Regions from separate parts of the Sus scrofa genome. Here regions 1 and 3 are each linked to region 2. The links are chromatin contacts, called in public Hi-C and HiChIP or PLAC-seq maps. All regions are on one chromosome and are shown on one strand. The core of a region is the stretch at or near the end of the contact, and the rest is flanking DNA. Distances in the headings are between cores, read along the strand shown.

What was found. A called contact is a pair of places that touch in the nucleus more often than the background predicts. HiChIP or PLAC-seq counts read pairs in DNA pulled down with a chosen protein or histone mark.
Region 1: a Hi-C map of skeletal muscle shows a contact between it and region 2, with 4 times the contacts expected there. The contact joins the promoter of IPMK here to the promoter of ZNF239 in region 2. A contact is called at or near these places in 5 of 47 Hi-C or Micro-C datasets (embryonic fibroblasts, heart right ventricle, liver and 1 more) and 1 of 2 datasets of contacts at active chromatin or transcription factors (alveolar macrophages).
Region 3: an H3K27ac HiChIP or PLAC-seq map of alveolar macrophages shows a contact between it and region 2. The contact joins the promoter of UBE2D1 here to the promoter of ZNF239 in region 2. A contact is called at or near these places in 1 of 5 promoter capture datasets (liver) and 1 of 2 datasets of contacts at active chromatin or transcription factors (alveolar macrophages).

What each region holds. Positions count from the first base shown.
Region 1 is chr14:92,381,898-92,385,759 of Sscrofa11.1, forward strand. It overlaps IPMK (inositol polyphosphate multikinase), which reads left to right and starts at 1,574. Exons shown (of 6, transcript XM_021073222.1): 1 at 1,574-2,108. The coding sequence starts at 1,919. CISD1 (CDGSH iron-sulfur domain-containing protein 1) reads right to left here and starts at 405. Exons shown (of 3, transcript XM_021073223.1): 1 at 202-405. The coding sequence starts at 226.
Region 2 is chr14:92,186,890-92,191,127 of Sscrofa11.1, forward strand. ZNF239 (zinc finger protein 239) reads left to right here and starts at 2,936. Exons shown (of 3, transcript XM_021073009.1): 1 at 2,936-3,997. It also overlaps the pseudogene LOC102167823.
Region 3 is chr14:92,328,101-92,332,259 of Sscrofa11.1, forward strand. UBE2D1 (UB2D1) reads right to left here and starts at 2,113. Exons shown (of 7, transcript NM_001078674.1): 1 at 2,090-2,113. The coding sequence starts at 2,113.

The sequences.
Region 1 (3,862 bases), core at 324-2,823, 190 kb after region 2:
AGATCATACTCTGATCTTGCTCTTTTCCCCGTGCGGTCCGGGGAGCCCGAAGGCCAGCGGAACGCTTGCCCTTCTGCATCTCAAGGTTACAGGACCGGCGGGCGCGCAGAGCGAGCGGCAGTAACAGCCCAAAGAGGCGCTGAGGGATCTGCAATCGGTGCGCAGGCCGCCAGCCTTACCCACTCCCAGGCCCCACTTCACCTCGTACGCTGGAAGTCGTACTCATGGCGCCGTCGCTTGCAAGGATGTGCACTGGACGCTGAGCACAAACCGGCTCGCGCGGACAGCGGGAGTCAAGGGGCGACCAGCGACGGTCCTAAGGGCACCGACTCCAGGCTGCTACCGCGCAGGCGCCGCGACGATCGGTAAGCACGTGTGTATTATCCGTCAGGCTAGTGCTGAGCATGCGCAGAGCTGTGTCCCGGGCCTTTGGGAGATCTTGAGTCCGGATTTTGACAGCCGCAGGAGGGGGGAGGAGGGAGAGACCTAGAGAAGTAGCGACCTAGAGAGGTAGCAACTGAGTTTGCGCAATCCTTAGGCGCTTGGTTCTGGAGCCCAGGAAAAGGGCCTTTGGAATAGGGAGTCCAGGCCAGGTTTTATGTTTCTCCCAGGTGCGCGGATTTCTCTGGACCGAGAACAAGTGCTGATGTAACACTTGCCAAAATCAGATATCTAAGGTTTTACCCCACATTTTCTTGTTTAGTCTGGTACCTGCAGGGCGAAGTCCAGTTATATGAAATGCCAGTGACAGACACAGGAACCCACTGTGATGTCTCATTCTAGGCTCTCCCCTCGCTCCCACTGTGCATCCCTTTTTTCTGCCTACCCAATTCTCCATCTATTGAGGACCTTGGATCTTGCCTTAACGTAAGGGACCTTGCCTTAACACAACTTCGTGTTGAGGGAGGGGAAAAAAACCTGGCTCTTTTCATTAAGAGAAAAAAAATGATCACTTAAAAAAGATTATTCCTTATCTTTTGCAGTCTGATATAGGTGTCGGTTTCTTTTTCTTTCTTTTCTTAGTTGCTTAGGGGCACCAATTTTCGGAGGGGGTATAGTATTACTTGAAGGGTGTTTTGCAGGCGCGTCTGCTAAGAAACTGCCAGTTTTTACTCCTGTTGTATCTGTGCGGCTGGGGATTGTAGGGAGGTAATCGCAGTTAAAGGGTGGCCTCACAAGTCATCCTGGGCACAGCCACCCTCCTAACTCTCCTAACGCGGGACTGACTGGTCCTCACAATTGGGAGCCTCTGGCATCTTTGAGCCGGACCCCGGTAAGCGTGCAAACGCGCACTGAATGAATGAGGACACAACAGCCCTGCAGGCGTCACACGGCCAGTCAGGGTGGGGACAAGAAAGGCCGCCAGCGTCTTCCCAGCATCCAGGTCGCCTTCCGCTCGCCCTGGCGGCCGGGGCGCACGCCCCGCCGCGGGGGTCCCGTCGGGCGGCCTCTGGGCATGCTCAGTGGCGGCAGCGGCCGCTGGTCGCGCAGTCGGAAGCTTGCGGCGGAGGCGGCGGTGCAGGCGGCGCTGACGCGCGCGCGGCAGCTAAGGGGACTGGAGGACGGCGGGAGGGGGCGGGGGCGCGGGAGGTGGGGCCGCCGTCGCCGTCAAGGCCCCTGGGAGCGCGGGGCGCCGCAGCCGCAGCTCATCCGCTCGGATCCGTCTCCGGGGCTGCGCCGGGGCCGGCGGCGGAGCTGAGGGAGCAGGGAGCCGCGCTCTGCCCAGAGTTGGGCAGGGGAGCGCCCGCGCCTCTGCGGCGTCATGGGCCCCCTCATCGGGCCACAGCGGCCACCAGCCGCAGAAACCCCCGGGCCTCCTCGCGGCCGAGACTGAGCGACCCTCGGTTCTCGGCGCCCCCTCCCTCCGCCCTATTTACCCCCCTGCTCTCACTGCCGCTAACCGCTTCAGCTCTCCGTTATGGCAACGGAGCCACCATCCCCTCTCCGGCTCGAGGCTCCCGGCCCCCCAGAAATGCGGACCCCAGCGGCGAGCGAGGCCGCCCCCGAGGGTACCCCGAAGCCGGCTGGCGGCAGGCTCCGCTTCCTCAACGGCTGCGTGCCCCTCTCGCATCAGGTGGCTGGGCACATGTACGGGAAGGACAAAGTGGGTAAGTGGGGGTGGCGCGGCGTTCGTTGCTCCCCTTCCGCCTTCGAGAGACCCCGGCCGACCGAGGCAGCCTGGTGCTCACCCGCTGGGGAGGCGCCCCTCCGCGCCCTCAAGCCGCACCCCCGGTCTCTTCCGCTTTCCACCAAGAGCCTCGCGACCAGTGCGTGCACCAGGGGCTGGAAAAGTGGGGACATTTCTTGGGTGTGGGGCGTCAGGCCGGCAGCGGGAGGTGGCGAGAAGAGGAGTGTCTAGACTCCCCAGGGAGGGTGAGTACCGATTCGTTGTTGGTGAAAATAAGGAACTTCATCTTTACAGGACGGGAAGTAAATTATCCCCAGAGCACAAGGTCTGTTTATTATAGGCGGGTAGCTAGTATTGCAAAAGAACAGGAATGAAATGCAGATGATGGTAATCTAGTGCTTCTCTTTTGGGTGCAGCTGCATAGCTGGAGGGGAGGAAAAAACAGGTTTTTTTTTTTTTTTTAATGTTTGTTTGTTTGGGTTTTGTTTTGTTTTGAAAGCAAGTCCCAGCTTATCCGGGATCTCTCTCCTAGCCTCCTCGAGAGGCTTTTCTGATACCTCCTGCATTTCTTTGGGAGGCGTGGTTCCAGTAATGCTGAAACACAGGGGGAAATAGAGCCTGCTTGTAGCATGGTACAAGGATAAGACATTCAGTTATTCTTGGTCATCTTTGTAAGACTGTATCGTGGCCTTTCTAATACATTTTTTTAGCTCACAGAGTTAAAAGCACAATCTAGGGCCTTTTTATTCTCTTGGTGGTGTAAAAATTCAGTTTAGGAACTGTAATTCACCCAGCTTACTCAAACTGGTTCCTAGGCCATGATTACATGGGGAATCAGATGAATATGTGAATAATGCGGCTCTTATACCTGGAAACCACAAAGAACAATTTGGTTTCTTCTGGTAAGATGATTCCGGTTTAGGCTGGTAAGATAATACTGTCATTTTTAGGTGAAATGATTGAGGTCAAGGCTGGTTAAATGACAAGCCTAAAAATCACACAGCTGTGTGTAGAATCAGGAAACCAAGGGTCTTGCCTCAGAGCACTGTTTTTTCCCACCATGTATTGTGCTTGCAGAAAACAAACAAGTATTTTTGAAAATGACTGAGGATTGAATGTATTTGTTATTTCTCAAAGAACATTTCCCACTACATTTATCTTTACCTCTTTCTTTTTTTCAAAGTTAAGTGTTAATGATGTGTGGATTTTGTGCCTTTCTCCCCATTATAAAGTGTTAGCTCTTTAAGTTTTAGACGCCAAATCTGTTTATCCCAATAGCCTTGTGCACAGACTGGGGGCTCAGTTAAACTCGGGAAATGTTGAAAGGGAAAATTGACAGTTCTTTCCCAGGGAAGGAAACAAGCATGGTACTCAAGGTGTGCTTAGCACAGATGTAAGGAAATAACATTATTAAGGTGCTTAGCACTGAGATGTTCTTGTGTATGTCATGTCTGGTAATGAAAATTTGAGAGTACTTATGGAATACTTACTGTTAAATAGATTTATATTGCATCTATTGATTTGTATTAATGATTTATAAGGATAATTTTCCTAATAATATTCTAGAGGCCTGAATAATTGTTTCCCTAAGGGTCCCTACGATGGATATGTACAAATGAGAATAAACAAAATATCCCAGGTAAACAGACACTTAAGAGTGTAACCACTGGTTATCAAAGTATATAATAGTGAGCCTGTTCAGAGAGTTAGCTCTAATAACAAGTGTACCCTGAA
Region 2 (4,238 bases), core at 1,686-4,185:
ATCTACACAAGAGCCCTGGACTCCCTTTTCCAGCTCTAACTGTGGTTTCTCCAGCTTTCTCAGGAGTCCAGCATGGCCAGGTCTGCATCTGCCACTACGCAGCTTGGTCTGGGGCACTTCTGGGTTGGAGCAATCACCCCAGCAGGCTGGACTGGGAGGTGGGGCCCAAGGGGTCCAACAGAAAATCCTCTCCTCATCTCTAGCCTGACCTGTTCCAACTGTGATGTGCTGAAAAGATGAGATGAAAAATGTGCTACAGTGGAAGTGACCCAGTTCAATACCCAAGGTGCTGGGTTTGGACACTGGCTCTGCCATTTAGTAGTAGCAGGACCTTGGGCAAGTCACTGCCTCTCTCTCACAGCCTCTGTGCCTTCCTTTTAAGAAGAGTGAATGAGGAGTTCCCGTCGTGGCACAGTGGTTAACAAATCCGACTAGGAACCATGAGGTTGCGGGTTCGGTCCCTGCCCTTGCTCAGTGGGTTAACGATCCGGCGTTGCCGTGAGCTGTGGTGTAGGTTGCAGACGCGGCTCGGATCCTGCGTTGCTGTGGCTCTGACGTAGGCTGGTGGCTACAGCTCTGATTGGACCCCTAGCCTGGGAACCTCCATATGCCGCGGGAACGGCCCAAAGAAATAGCAAAAAGACAAAAAAAATAAAAACATTAAAAAATTCTTTAAAAATTAAAAAAAAATAAAAAAGAAGAGTGAATGAGGAAGAACCCCTACTGCACAGTGCTGTTCATAGGCAAGGATGAACACTGGGCCACGAGCCCAAAGCAGATCACCCAGGAAGAAAGAGAAGTGCCTCCACCTTTAATTCTGCATGTCTCCTAAGGGCTTCCCAGATAGACTTAAGGACTCAGATGCTCCCTGACTAGTGCTCCTCCCAAGACCTTAACACACAGAAGATATAGCCCCCAAATGAAGATCTCCCAAGTTCTTACAGAATGAAAATTGATAACACAGAAGAGAGAAGGGAATGCCCTCATGTGTGAGGAAGGGGATAAGATTCAGGGTACAAACGGAGAGTTTTCTTTCTTTTCTTTCCCCCTCCCCACTCCCCCAGCCTACACCACAGGCACAGCAACCCAGGATCCAAGCCACATCTGAGACCTACATCACAGCTTGCAGCAACACCAGATCCTTAATTCACCAAGCGAGGCCAGGGATTGAACCCGCATCTTCATGGATACCATGTCCGATTCTTAACCTACTGAGCTACAATGGGAACTCCAAGTTTTCTTAAATAGAAACTGGGGCGGTTCATTCAGAATGGAAGGTAGAAAAAATAGGCTCCAGTGGAAAGAGGTGGGCAGATGTGCTTGTGTGAGGGTATAAAAGTTCTCTCTTCTCAGAGAAAGCAAGGGTCATCAGCTGTGATTGAGATGAGAGAAGTAGTTATTGGAGGCTTGAAGAAAGACGAGAAACTGTGAGATAGTCATTTAGGAGAATGAATGAACTAAGAAAGTGTAATGGGATAATTGAGCAGCACTGACGGCCCACTTGACCTTAGCAGTCATAAACTGAAAGTGAGACCAATCACCAGAGCCATATTTTTCTCAGGACACATCTGCTACACAGGTACAGGTGTGAAATAGGCAAGGAGTTGGATTCAACTAGATTTGATATTTTATCAGGAAAATAAAACCAAGGAAGATAGGAGCAAGACACTGATCATAATTATGAGCCACTCCCTCTAAATTGGGTGGGGTGGAAAATGAGAACATAAAGGCGTGAGAGTCAGGGCAAGAGTGATGGGATGGATAGGGAAGATTTAGGGGAACATCAGGTCCCAGAGAGATCTTTTGTTCCCCAGACCAAAGGCAGGAGAGCACCTCCGAGGAGGAGGCTCTCCAAATGTGGTAGGCCCTCTAAAATATCCACGTTAATCCCCAGAAACCATGAGTGCTACCTTATAGAGCAAAAAGGGATTTGTAAATGTGACAAAATTTAAGATCATGATGTGGAGAGATTGTTTTGGATTAACCAAGTGGGCCTGATGTAATCACATGTAGTTAGTTCTCTGGAAGAGTCTGCACCAGAGAAAGTAACTATCAAGCTACCTTATTAACTTCAAAGGAAGCAGAGATTGGAGTCATATGCTTTGAAGACGTAGGAAGAGATCACAAACCAAGGAACATAGACCATGAATTACCTTGAGAAAGGCAAGGAAATAGATCCTCCTCTAGAACCTCCAGAAGAACCCAGCAGTGCTGACACCTTGACTTTAGTGCAGTGAAACTGATTTCAGACTTCCGACCTCCCAGAACTGTAAAAGATGAAATTTGCGTCTGTGATACGTCACTAAGTTTATGGTAATTTATTACAGCAGCAACTGGAAACTACACCAAGAAGGGGAGAGACAAAGACGAGAGGACTAGAAAACAGCTCTTTCATCTCCAGGATTAATCTGAAGGGAAAGTATTCCAGAGAGACCAAGTGAGCATCCCTGTGTCATTCAGTGAGGGGTGAAAACAATGGAGAAGCCACTGAGGAGAATTTTGGTGCCATTCCCTTGAAGGCATTAAGAACTAAAAGGGCCTCAGAGAGAAAGGTTTCTGTGTAATCTATGATACACAGTACTATCAAATTTTACAAATCAAACTGCAGGCCTCTATATACAGCATGACCTCATTTTTGTTTTCAAAAAGCATATTTGTATAAGCCGCTAAATGAATGAACTTCTGATTTTTGAAGGAGAGGAAAAAATTACGGGTAATGTACATTCTTTAACCCCATTAGCGCTTTAATAAAACGAAAATACACTTTAATGAGTATTCCTAAAATAATTCTTATGCGTTTATAATTTAAAACACACAGACGCACTAACACGGATAACTCCAAGGAACCAGACGCAGACCTCAAACAACCGCGAAGGGCACTGGACGGAGCTCGTGATACTATCCTCCCACGCCGCGCCGCGCTAGGTCCCAGGGCGGCGCCGGAAGTGGGCGTGGTCCGCCCGCGGCTTTCTGGGACTTGTAGTTCGGCACATAGGCGCGGGTGCGGGTCAGTGTTGCCAGTGTTGCGAATCTTGCGCTTCCAGGTGTCCGACTCCAAGTGGGAGGTGAGAGCTGTCTGGCAGAAGGCGCAGCCCGGAGCAGCCCGCAGCGAAGCATCTGGCTGTCTAGTTGTGGGAACGCTGCGGGGCAGGCGCTGGACCGCAGGGACCCGGAAGCCTGGCGGGCGGCCGTGGGAGGGCGCGCGCCCTGGCGGAGATGAGAACGCGGGCCGCACGTGTGCCCACGCGCTTCGGCCGCTGCTGCGTTCCCAGGATCGGCGGCGATCACCTGAGACCAGGCGGCCCCCACTGCTGAGCCGCCCGCGGTTCCGAATGGCCCTCCTCTCGCCTGCCTGAGCTCCGGCCTCGGCTGGCCTGGGAGCTTCGCAGTTGGCCATACCGGCCTTTTCCACGCCGGTGACTGGCCCTACTCGAAGGAGATTTTCGGTGGACGTTAAGGGACCGAGAGGGGGCCTTTGAGGGACTGAAGTTTCCATCCCCACAGCCCTGTCCTCGGTGAAAAGAGAGTGCGTCACAGGCCGTGCACCCCAGAAACGAGTCAGGCCGTCAGGTGTCGGGCAGCCGAAATCTCTCCGGAGAGGCGATACATCTAACCCGACAGCTCCTACTGCTCTAACTAGAACTTGAGGGCAAAAAAATCCGCGAAGCCTGGGGAAATGGGCACATCTTAAGAGCTGCTGGGAAGGATGGGAATTTCTTACCCTGGTGGGTTTGCGGGGGAGGCTTGGCATATTTGATCCGAAGCCCAGTGGAGAGAGGTGAGGGAGGTGCAGCATGGAGAGACAGGAAGGGTACCCCAGCAGAGGGTGTATGAAGGAAGGTTGCAGGAGCTGAGTAACTTTTTTCCTACAGTCTTGCTGGATTGGCTTGTCTGTGTCCTGCAAAGTGGACGTGATTTACATGGATTTTTCGCTTTCCCTAACTCTACCTTTCCAGGAGTCTGTCCTTGCTGACAAGAGGAAATGACCGAGTTCCAGGTGAGTTGGAGTTTTTCTTCTCTGAGACTGGAAATACTTTCCTTTCCTTCCTCTCCTTTCCTTTCTTTTCTTGGGAAGGACATCAGGATTAACTTGAGTGCCTGTCTGGTGTCAGGTCCCGTCTTGGTTCTCTATGTTTTTTCTTTTTATTGTCATACTTCAGCGTGAGACATAAAACATCTTATAAACATGAGTGTAAGAACATTAAGATACTAAGAGCGTATGGTTATCAAATGATGTC
Region 3 (4,159 bases), core at 863-3,362, 140 kb after region 2:
TGAAGCATGCAAAATTCAAAGAGAATCTGTATAATGATGCTATCAAATAGGGCTTTGTAAGTGTTCATATGGCAAACAGCACACATTCTCTGGAATTCTTTTTTAATCAAGGGGGTAGGTAAGGCAAGAGGAAAAGTGGGGAATCAAAACAAATACCTTCTAAAGTTTGAGGGAATTGTTTGAACATGGAAGAGAGATTTATGCAAGTCAACTTTTCTGACAACAGAGAAGGAAAGCCAAAGACTGACACATAGAGATGGGATGTTATGTGACCCCAAATCTCCTCCCCAAACTATCAATTTGTTACAGATCTGACATCAATTCTACGTAAGAATATTTTCTTAACCAGACAACTCTGTTACAAACTAAGAGCTGAAAATATGATTTGGGTATATGCCATATTATAAATACAAATCAAATATACTGGCTCAGCATGGTGATTGATAGTTGCCCAGTATATTTACAAATAATGACAATTTCCTTTGTCTACTGTGGACAAATTCTACACTACTTAAAAGCTATTATATGTGTAAAGCTTTGTAAAAAATTCTCACAACTAGAGAAGAAGAAAATGTAATTTTTAAGACTTACTTGGAAAAATGTGTGTGGTTTACTTCAAATGAGAGCCAATATTACATCATCATTAATAAGTACACAAGGCATGGCAAAGATGCTGAGTGAGGCTTCAGATTAGAATTATCTATTAAAAAAAAATGTGTAACTGCATTATCTTCAAACCAGAAAACATACTAATCAATAAATGCTGATCATTAGCTATGGGCTTTATAGCGAGAGGAACTTTAAAAAGTACAAAAATTAACAATATTCCACAGATTTAGTATTTGACTCTCCCCCCCCAAAATTGGCTGGTTCTAGAAAGTTGCTGTCCTCTGTACCAGAAGATGCCACCAATGGTGACTAAGAAAACATCTCTATCACTGTTCTTTTGATTCATGCCTGAAAAGGTTGATAAATTTTTTCGGTAGGATTTCTTCTGAAATCCTTTACAAAACATACTGTCCATTGTTGGCTTAACTTGCTGAACCTAACTCCCATTAAAATAACAAATTCTCAATGTTCTCCACATGAAACATACCAATAAAACCTAAAACTTGTGTCAGTGAACAGACCAAATCACCTAACAAGAAGTAAAAGTGAACAGAAAGAAAATGCCCCAACCCAATTTTGTAAGATGTTCATGTAGAGACAGTAGCAATAGATACTATGCAAGAGAAGACAATACCTTACACTGCGTTTGGGATAGACAAACATTTCTTTAATGAACGTACACATTTCTTCCTCATTCTATACCCATGTGTCAAAACATCAAACAATTAAATTTGTGGCAGTTTCTGTTGTGTCTCAAACTTTACACCTAAGTTTATCATGAGGGGTAAAAAAAACCTGCTTGGCTTGACTTGCCATGAATCACAGCCAGGAGGTCATCTTGCTGTGTATCAGCAACTATGTTTTCACTACAGCTATGTGACCTGAAGTGGCAGCAGCAGAGGGACCAAAATAGAAGGGGCAGGAGGCTTCTCGGCCCCAAACAGGCTTTTCCAGCCCATTCGGGCATCTGAGCAAGAGCCAACCTCAGAGGAGAGAAAGAACAAATCCAAGGGCTCCGCGGAGGAAGGCTGCAGGCCCACCACACCTTCCTTGCCCTCCCCGGGAGTCCAGGGAGACAAGAACATAAAAGAGAACCGGCTTAAGAAACAGCTTGAAGAAAGCAGCATGACAAGGGCCAAAACTCGCCCGGTATAGGACAAAATTCAGGCGCGACCGAGAAGCACAGATTTCGGGAAGGTCTGGAGACCGAAACGATCTCCGGCCGGGGCTCCGGGCGCAGGTCCTGAGAGAGCGCACGGCGGGCCCCCTGCCTCCCAGCACCTCCAGCGCCCGGGACCTGCCGCTGCTCCCACCTCACCTGTCGGGTGCCCGCTGGCCCCGCCAGCATCCCTGGCCCCTGGTTCCCGCCCCGGCCCATCCTTCTTTCACGTTCCCTCCAGGCACAACTCTCAGACCACCGCCGGGCTCAGCGTGGGCAGGGGGCTGAAGCCCCCGCCCCAGACCGGGCCCCGGCACTCACTTTCTGAATCCGCTTCAGCGCCATGGGTCAGGGAGGACAGCGGGGACACTGGCCGGTGGGGGACGGCTTCGGGGCTCGGAGGCGTGGGATCGTTGCGGACTCGGTTCGCTGGCTATTCGGCTGGCTCAGCCGGGAGGGTCCCGGCTTGCTGCTCTCTCGCTCGCTCCGGGAGCCGCTGCCCGTTCCGAGTGCGCCCCAGCGCCAGTATGCGGGCGGGGACGCCGGTGAGACTCTTTTGTTTCCGCTTTTGCTTCTGGGAAGGAGGCTGTGTCCGCCCCGCCCCGCCCCGCCCCATCCCGCCGGGCACTTTGGGAAGTGTAGTTCCGGCTCTTCCTGGCCGCCGCCCGGGGCGGGGGTGCGTTGCTCACAGATGACCTAGACCCGCAGGCTGATCTCAGAACTACCCCGGGTTGAGTAGGTCTCTGCAGTTGGATTTTGAGCAAGGTACTGAAGTGGAGTCCCCATTCTGTAAAATGAGGATAACAAATTAGCTTGAAAAACATGTACAAGAATTTCTGACGTGCTGTAGCTCATCTTGCTTTTTTTTACGTTTACAGATTTTACCCTCTTCTCAAATACTTGAATTGCGTCAATTTCTCACATATGCACAGACTTATACCAGTTAAGACACCTTACCTCCTTAATTCCTATTTCAAAAGTCGCCCCTTCTATCTGATGCTAATCCCACCATGTTTGCTTCTTCTTGGAACTCCCAATTCTGAGTTTCATCCTCCTTCCTTTCCGTTGACAGACCAGTAGTACCTGCTCTGTCCCCATAGTCTCCTCGCGCTCCTCACTCACTCAATTCTTATGAACGTGTGTGCTCAATAAAACTTGGCTTCTGCTTTCAGCACCAGCAGAACTCGCTTCTCACCAGAGTCGCACTTGAGCTTCTACTTCCCAAATCGAGTTCGCTCCTTTTCCTCCATGACGTTTTTGACCTATTTCATTGCTGGCTACCTTTTGCTTTTTAAAATACTTACCGCCTACCAGAGCACTAGGGTAGTTGGGGTTTTTACTCCTCTGGCTTTGGCTTTTTTGTCACTAGCTCCCCTTCTCAAGAGTCAGAGTGGCCTGGAGTTCCAGTCTCTGATCTCTACCATGAACTGGGTGGGAGCCCACGAAGCTTGGCTGGAGGGAGGGCTTTGTAGACAGATCCTCTCCTGGAATGGGATCCCAGCTCTGATTCGTACCCACTGTGTGGTTGTGTAGTCAATTAAACTCTCTAAGCCTCAGTTTCCTCATGTCAAAATCTCTAGATATGTTATTGTAAAAATTAACTGATATACATATAACATGCCACAATACCTAATATGTTGAAAGTGCTCTATAAAAATTATTTCCTTGTTTTTTTCTATATGATAATGACTTAAAATCTTTCTTTCCAATGAAACTCTCACCCAAATTTCAGCCTTTTATGTCCAAAAGTCTACTGGACATGTCCACCTTCCTTCTTTGTGGCCAGGAATGAGAATGTGTTACAATGTCAGGGTTGGAGGAAAGCCCCAAACAGTAGCTACCATAGCTTCTTTAAAGGCTTACAAAGAACAAGGAACAAAAATCCACTCATGTAACTTAAAGTCCTAGGTAGATAGGATAGTGAAAGAATGATGGAAATGTGTAATGGAATCTGAAACTTGATTTAGAAGCCTCTCATCCCCTTCCCCCAAAATAAACATAATACTAAAATCTTTCTGGAGTTTAGCTATTCTCTTACTTCCTTTTTCTTGAGGTTTGCTTCTCTGCACTCTGGCCCACCCTCCTTTTCCCAGTTCCCTCTTAGCTTCTCTTGCACGTGGCATGAGCTCCTATCACTCTTACTCCATTTTTTGACACTCTTCCAGCAACTGCTCCTGCTGTTAAATGGCCAGGCCTTTTGGTACTCCCTATCTATTTCCCTAAAAGGAAGAATCTCATTGATACATCCATCTTTTTACTCCAGGCTATAATTTTCAGCTAGTGAGCAAAGTATGGACTGACTACTCTTAGGTTAGTTAGCCACCCATGGTCCAATCAATAGGAAGTCTGAAGTATGTTGGGACAAGGAGGTTTGTGAAACAAACCAGCAAG